Regions from separate parts of the Danio rerio genome. Here region 2 is linked to region 1. The links are chromatin contacts, called in public HiChIP or PLAC-seq maps. All regions are on one chromosome and are shown on one strand. The core of a region is the stretch at or near the end of the contact, and the rest is flanking DNA. Distances in the headings are between cores, read along the strand shown.

Region 1 (3,782 bases), core at 133-2,632:
ATTCATCAAAGTCCAATTTATAAATTCATTAGGTCCAAACGGATTTGAATGCATTATGATGGTTAAAGATGTTTGTGAATGTCCATCTTAATAGCTGGCAGTTAAATCACAACCTGTCCTTCTCCTTATTTTCTCAACTGAATGGCAAACCAAGGTAACCAGGCCTAACGATTCAGCTGTTCGCCACACTCATCCTAGCCATCAGCACTGTACTATATTTACCAGCTTCCTGGGTTACACAAGCCCACCACGGGGTGTGCACAAGCCCTCGACCCCTTCCTCTGTCCTCCGGATAAGCTGGGTTCTCTGTTCCTGCCATAGTAAACACACAAAAAGCATGGTGCACAGACCACCGCTGTGGGAACAAACAAGGGGAGGGTCACATGTGAGACCCGAACGACAGCAGCAGACTGTTCTAGGTAACTGGAATGTACACAGCGACCTCATGGCAAACTCCAAACTTGAGACCTCGTGTCTGTCTCCACGTAACTTTGGACTGTGCCGACTTTGAAAGAGAAACTTTGGAGAAATGTATTTGCTTTTATCCTGCTGAACTGTGCCTGATTCTCTTTGGAACTTGAGCGTGAAGAACAAGCAGGTGAGGTCCCGAGCAACCTTTTTTTTAAAAATAAGAAACAAGATTACATTAATGAAATGCTTTATTGCAGAAATTGTAAAATCTGATAAAAAAAAAAAAAAAAACTTTCATCTAAAAAGTTGTAAATGTCCTCTTCTATGTCCTAGTAATGTAATAAAACAATAATAGTAGCATTAGGTAGTTCTAGCTATGTTGTTAGCATCGATTTTCTTATGGTAGTTATTATTACTCAGAGTTTGGGGTCTATTTTGAAGCGATGTTTTTTAAGTCCCACAGAAATATGATATAGTCTTTTTTTTTTCTTTAGGGAATACTTTGAGTCCTTGTTGTGGCATCTCAGAAAGGTGATTAATATTAAGTATAAAAAAAAAACAATTAGCATCCTAAAATAGACATCAGACAGGGGCCATGTGATCTGGAGTGAAATAAAATCAGTAGCTGTCTCTGGGGTGATTAGACGACTTAGTGTTGATAATAGCCCAATGAAAGGTCTCTGTCTAAACGGTTAGACTGTCAAGGGCAAACCTACCGAGGGGATCAGAAACAGCTGGCAAGTGATACAACGGCGTTGATAAACTTAGCTTTGATCAGGAAATGTAGCCAAGTTCTACACATGCATGCATTAAAATGATTTAAGAGACACTGAAATAGAAAGGTGTGGTGTAAGAACTGAATCATGTGAGGCAAGGCAGCAAAAAGGGACCTTAAAGGAAGGGAGAACAACAGTAAACTGTAATGTCTTATTGAATGTTGATTAAACTCTGAGTTCTTTCCTTTTGCAGCATGGCTAGTACATCAACAGAGGTCTTTCCATTCAAGGACCAAGAACTCTCCACACAGCTCCTGTTTCAGCTGAACATACTTAGACAGGAGCAGATTTTTACTGATGTGATTTTGTGCACAGAAGACAAGGAGATACCATGTCACAGAAACGTCTTAGTTTCCAGCAGCCCGTATTTTAGAGCCATGTTCTGCAGCAACTTTCGGGAGAGCAGCCAAGCCAGAGTGGACCTAAAGGGGATTGCATCAGAAGTCATCGAATGTGTTGTGGATTACATTTATACTGGTTCCATCACCATAACTATGGAGCTTGTGCTGCCTCTAATGCAGGCGGCCTCTATGCTGCAGTATGGGAGACTCTTTGAGGCTTGCTCGACTTTTCTGCAGGAGCAGCTTAATCCAGAAAACTGCTTGAGCATGATCCGGCTCTCAGAGATCCTTCATTGCGAAACCCTTAAGGAGAGAGCCAAAGAAATGGCCGTGCGCTGTTTCTCAGATGTAGCTGCTTCTGAGGACTTCTGCGAACTTACCCTTCCCGAGCTAATGTGCTACCTAGAGGACGACCGACTGTGCGCTGAGGAAGAGCAAGTTTTCGAGACATTGCTTGCTTGGATCCATCATGACCCCTTCTCCCGCAGAGGAGCCATACATGACCTCTTTAAGAAGGTCCGGTTGAGGTTCATCCACCCAACGTACCTCTTCCAGTTTATCGCCAATGATCCACTTGTCCAGTCATCTACGCTCTGCACCGAGATCATCGAGTCTGTCCGACGTCTTATGTTTTCTGTTAGTGCCAAATGTACCAAAGAACTGAAGCCTCTATGGACCACACCACGTCGTTATACATGCCGAGAGACTCTGGTTGTGGTTGGAGGTCGCAAAAACAATGAACAGACTTCTCGAGAGGCACTTCTCTATGACGAACGAACTCAACGGTGGCAGTGGCTTGCTAAGCTACCTTTGAGACTTTACAAGGCGGCGTATGTTTGTATTCACAGCATTCTGTATGTGGTGGGAGGCCTCAGTCTTAGTTTGGTATCTGGAGATAGTGCAGTTAGTGCCACAGTGTATACCCTCTCATTGAAGACCAACCAATGGAGGACTGCCGAACCAATGCTGGAGCCACGGTATGCCCATCAGTGTGTCTCCTACCTTCACTTTATCTTCGCTCTTGGTGGAATCGGGCAAGATAAGCAGATATCAAATACAGTGGAGCGCTACAACAGCATGTTCAATCAATGGGAGGTCATGGCACCAATGCCCACAGCAGTCTTACATCCTGCGGTAGCAGCCAATGATCAGAGGATTTACGTGTTTGGTGGCGAAGATGCCTTGCAGAATCCAGTGAGATTAATACAGGTCAGTCATTCAGAAAAGATCACTTGTGATTCGCTCAAGTTGTGATCCCACATGACAAACCCCTCTCGTTCCTCACCAAGGTTTATCACATTTCCCGCAACTTGTGGTCTAGACTGGAAACCAGGACGGTGAAGAATGTTTGTGCACCTGCTGCTGTGATAGAAGACAAGATTTATATTGTTGGTGGTGAGTAAAATATGAGTTACTGGTTTTGATCAGCTCTGAAATCTGAAAGATGTAAACCAGGGGTGTCAAAAACCTCCTGAAGGTCATTGTCTTGCAGAATTTATATCCAACCAAACATGCTGAAGTTTCTTGTGAGTCTAAACAACTTGATTAGGTGATACAGATGGGTTTAAATAAGATATGAGGTAAACTCTGCAGGACAGTGGTCCTCCAGGAACAGGACTGAACACCCCTGGTATAGACTGCTTGTTAATATAAATGTCAGGTCAACCAATCACACGGCAGCAACTTAATACATTTAGGCATGTAAATGAACTGCTAAAGTTTAGAGAAGGGTTTAAACCAAGGGTGTCCAAACTCTGTCCTGGAGGGCCGGTGTCCTGCAGATTTTAGCTCTAACTTGCCTCAACACACCTGCATGAATGTTTTTAGAAAGCATAGTAAGAGCTTGATTAGCCAGCCTAGGTGTGTCTGATAGGGTTGGAACTCAACTTTTCAGGACACAGGCCCTTAAGGACCAAGTTTGGACACCCCTAATATAAACAGGTCAGAGCCAGCTCCAAGTAGGTAGGACTTGAACTCCAAGTGGGTGGTACAAACCTAGAATTTTTATTTAAAAATATTGACTCCAATATTGTGCTTTATGAATGCTTACACCTACCCCAACTGCACAGTAACCTGTTGTGTTTTATTAATGTCTACACCTACCCCAACCCTAAACATAACCCCACAGTAAGGGCATACTCGCACTATGATAGCCGAACCGTGCCCAGGCCCAATTCCTGAATTGTTTGAGAACTGTGAGTGATCTGAATCGGACTTAGGCACGGTTCACTTGTCCGGCTCTATCTCATGTTTG
Region 2 (3,759 bases), core at 748-3,247, 190 kb before region 1:
GCGATGTTACAAACCCAATAAAATCGCTAAAGTATGCCATATGTGTCTGTTAAGAGGGGAATTAAAGTCAAATTGCTTTATTCGTAATAAAAGGCAAGCAAATCCAGCAGATGATTTTGTGCTTACACGTTGATGATGACAAGATGGTCAAAATAAATTTGCATTAAAGATGTAATCATGGAAGAAAAAACATATAGGTTACAGTCATATTTGAAATTATGTCAACATGTTTTTACCTTCAACTCCTAATGTCTAAAGAACGATGTTGCAAGCCTATATGTAGTCAAGCTTATATGGCCTATAAGATGATATTAAAATGCAGTTTTACAGAACAAAATGTAAACATCTGCAAAATTTTCATTCATTAAACCTATATTTTGTGTTGTTGCAAAATGAACAATTGTTTTGTACCTATAATCTCTATTATATTATATTATATTATATTATATTATATTATATTATATTATATTATATTATATTCTTCATTCATTCATTCATTTTCTTTTCGGCTCAGTCCCTTTATTAATTCGGGGTCGCCACAGTGGAATGAACTGCCAATTTATCCAGCACATTTTTACGCAATGTATGCCATACCAGCCACATCCCTTCTCTAGGAAACATCCATCCACATACATACATTCACACACACTCACTCATACACTACGGACAATTTAGCCTACGCAATTCACCTGTACCACATGTCTTTGGACTGTGGGGGAAACCAGAGCACCCGGAGGAAACCCACGCGAAGGCAGGGAGAACATGCAAACTCCACACAGAAACGCAGAGGCTCGAACCAACAACCCAGCGACCTTCGCTGTGAGGCGACAGCATGCCACTGCGTCTTCTATATTATATTATATTATATTATATTATATTATATTATATTATATTATATTATATTATATTATATTATATTATATTATATTAGCACGCCTCAATACAGGTTCATTGTTATACAGTTCACTAAAGCATAAACAAACAAATATTTGAAATTTGTAAAATTGTAATACATTATTAACACATGTGCGTGCCCTGTCATTAATATAACAAATAACAACTTGTTCTGGTTATATTGTTATGCTTTATGTAGGCATACATTATTATTTGGGACATTCTAACAAAAAATTACAATTTTATTTACAAAAAAAAATGTGACAGGGCCTGACTTAAGCTTGTCATCCTCAAGAAAAAAAAATCATTCAAAACCAAGCATAAAATCCTTCTCAATGATAGATCTTTGATCACCGTCTGCTTCTTCTCTGTCAAATGATGTCGCTTCCAAGTCATAAATCCTTAAGCGTGTATTGCACACATTTTATGTTAAATTTAATGCAAATGTGACAGGACTGACAGAAACATGGGGGCAATTGTAAATTTGTATATTTTTTTAGTATCTTTTGTAGAATTTATAATTTTATATAAGTTTTTAATAAACGGATGTGAATGATAACAAGTTAAACTTGCGATTTCTGAATTATTATTTTTTGAATAACAGTTTTTAGCATAACAAAACTATCACAGCTGTAGGTTCTACTGGGCTGAGGACAAGGATAATGACGTACATTTGCAAAGTGTTTTTAATAAAAACATCAAAGAACCAAATGAATGATTCCTTTACAGAGCAACTGACAGAAATCAAACATCAGACCATTTTTGAAATTTTTGGGATGAAATACTTTTTATTCACTGTATTTATGTTCTTTATTTCAGGGAAAGGTAATGTATTTTTCTGTTAGAATGTCCCATTTGCTTTATGTTCCACTTATTTAAATGTTCTGTGCTTTTGTTTTGGTATGTACACTGAGCTCCTAAACAAACACAAACAAAAAAATGTGTTTGCACTACAAACACATTTGTATAAAAAGGCACACACTTGACAAATAAAGCTCATATTCTGATTCCGATTTTTTTATTTGCTCGTGTTGCCTTTATTTACCTCTAGAGGGCGCTTTGTAGCTCCATGGAAACGACACGGCGTTCTTCCGGATTTCCTGCTGCAGAATAGCATTAGCACATAACAGTCTTTCTGCTTTATTAAAGCTTGAATTTATATATTTTATAAGTAGCTATCGGTTGCGAGTAATGATGAGCCGCACTCCCGATGCAAGAGCGAGGTAAAAGGTTTAAGTTGAGATTTAAGACGACTGAGAGGCTAACTAAGTTAGCCGGCCAAGCTAAATGATGCAAAAAGTAACGTTACTCCATCTGCAAGCCCGTGTTTTATCATGTTTAATTGTAGCTGCTTAAACAACCCTTGTAAGAAACAGAAAACTCCTAACTAACGTTTTTTATTCGTGTTACCGAAATGTAAAGTAGCTAACAATGTCGTATGTTTGCATGTTTCTAAAATACAAGATGATAAATGTGTAAATCGTCCTCATTTAAAGTGTTTAATATATAGATAAGTATCAAATGTGTCACAATTTCTGAAATCATGCAAATGCAGTTTGAAACTTTTAAATAGATATATCTTTATCCTTTGAAATATTATAACTTACTGACATAATATATCTGACATGCAATCAGATGGAAAACAAAACCTGTAATAGTCTAAGTTAAAATAATGCTATTCCCTCATTCAAATAATCCACATTTGTCTTCACTGCACATTCCAGAGATACCCAGACCAAGCAGATCCAGGAGAATATCACCAGTGTGGAAAAACACTTCGGAGATCTTTGCCAACTGTTTGCTGCCTATGTCCGTAAAACTGCACGGCTACGAGATAAAGCAGATCTCCTGGTCAAGGAAATCAACGTTTATGCTGACACCGAGACACCAAACTTAAAATGTGGACTCAAGAATTTTGCAGATCAACTAGCCAAAGTTCAAGACTACCGGCAAGCAGAGGTGTGTTTAAAAGCCTGAAAACGTACTTAAGCATATTTTTGCTTTCTGTTATTATACTAACACATAATATTGGTTCACAGGTGGAGAGGCTGGAAGTGAAAGTTATAGAGCCTTTGAAAGCATATGGGAATATTGTCAAAACAAAAAGGGTAAGCTTTTCTTTTTTTAAAGTCACTCAGGTTTACCTGGAATAGTACATTTTTGTAGATTAGATCAAAATGGGTCATGTTAGATGCTGGTGTAAATAAGGTGTTTTAAATTATCTGAGGGGCAACGCAGTGGTGTGGTGGGTAGCAGAATCGCCTTACAGCAAGAATATCGCTGGCTTGAGCCTCAGCTGGGTCAGTTGGCATTTCTGTGTGGAGTTTGCATTTTCTCCCCGTGTTTGCATGGGTTTCTTCCAGTTTCTCCCACAAGTCCAAGGACATAGAAGTAGTCGCTGTAGATTAATTGGGTAAGCTGAATTGTCCGTAGTGTATGTGTGTGGGTGTTTTCCAGTGATTGGTTGCAGAAAGAAGGGCATCCTCTGCCTAAAACATATGCTGGATAAGTTGGCAGTTCATTCCGATGTGGCGACCCCAGATTAATAAAGGGACTAAGCCAAAAAGAAATTGAAAAAATGTATAAATTATCTGAGCATGTCCACTTCAAGAGGAAATTGAAAACAAATTTGATTTGATTGCTATAGTAGTGTATGACTTTTTTTTTTACACCTGGCATTAACATTTCCTACAAGTTAACATTTTTTAAAACATTTATTTATTACATTGCTAACAGTTCACACTGCTCTTTTGTCTTTTATGACCACAGTTCGGAAAATGAGCATATTGACAATTAAAATGAAAGAAATAATTACCATTTGCTAAATAGACATGATCTGGTTGTACATACAAGATGTAGAATTGG

What was found. HiChIP or PLAC-seq counts read pairs in DNA pulled down with a chosen protein or histone mark.
Region 2: a contact with region 1 is called in an H3K4me3 HiChIP or PLAC-seq map of embryo, with 4 times the contacts expected there. The contact joins the promoter of cibar1 here to the promoter of klhl38a in region 1. A contact is called at or near these places in 5 of 18 Hi-C or Micro-C datasets (caudal fin, embryo, hematopoietic stem cells and 2 more) and 1 of 4 datasets of contacts at active chromatin or transcription factors (embryo).

What each region holds. Positions count from the first base shown.
Region 1 is chr19:35,547,965-35,551,746 of GRCz12tu, reverse strand. klhl38a (kelch-like family member 38a) reads left to right here and starts at 1,382. Exons shown (of 3, transcript NM_001044885.1): 1 at 1,382-2,737; 2 at 2,818-2,923. The coding sequence starts at 1,382.
Region 2 is chr19:35,736,594-35,740,352 of GRCz12tu, reverse strand. It overlaps cibar1 (CBY1 interacting BAR domain containing 1), which reads left to right and starts at 1,997. Exons shown (of 9, transcript NM_001003604.2): 1 at 1,997-2,117; 2 at 2,619-2,853; 3 at 2,934-3,002. The coding sequence starts at 2,086.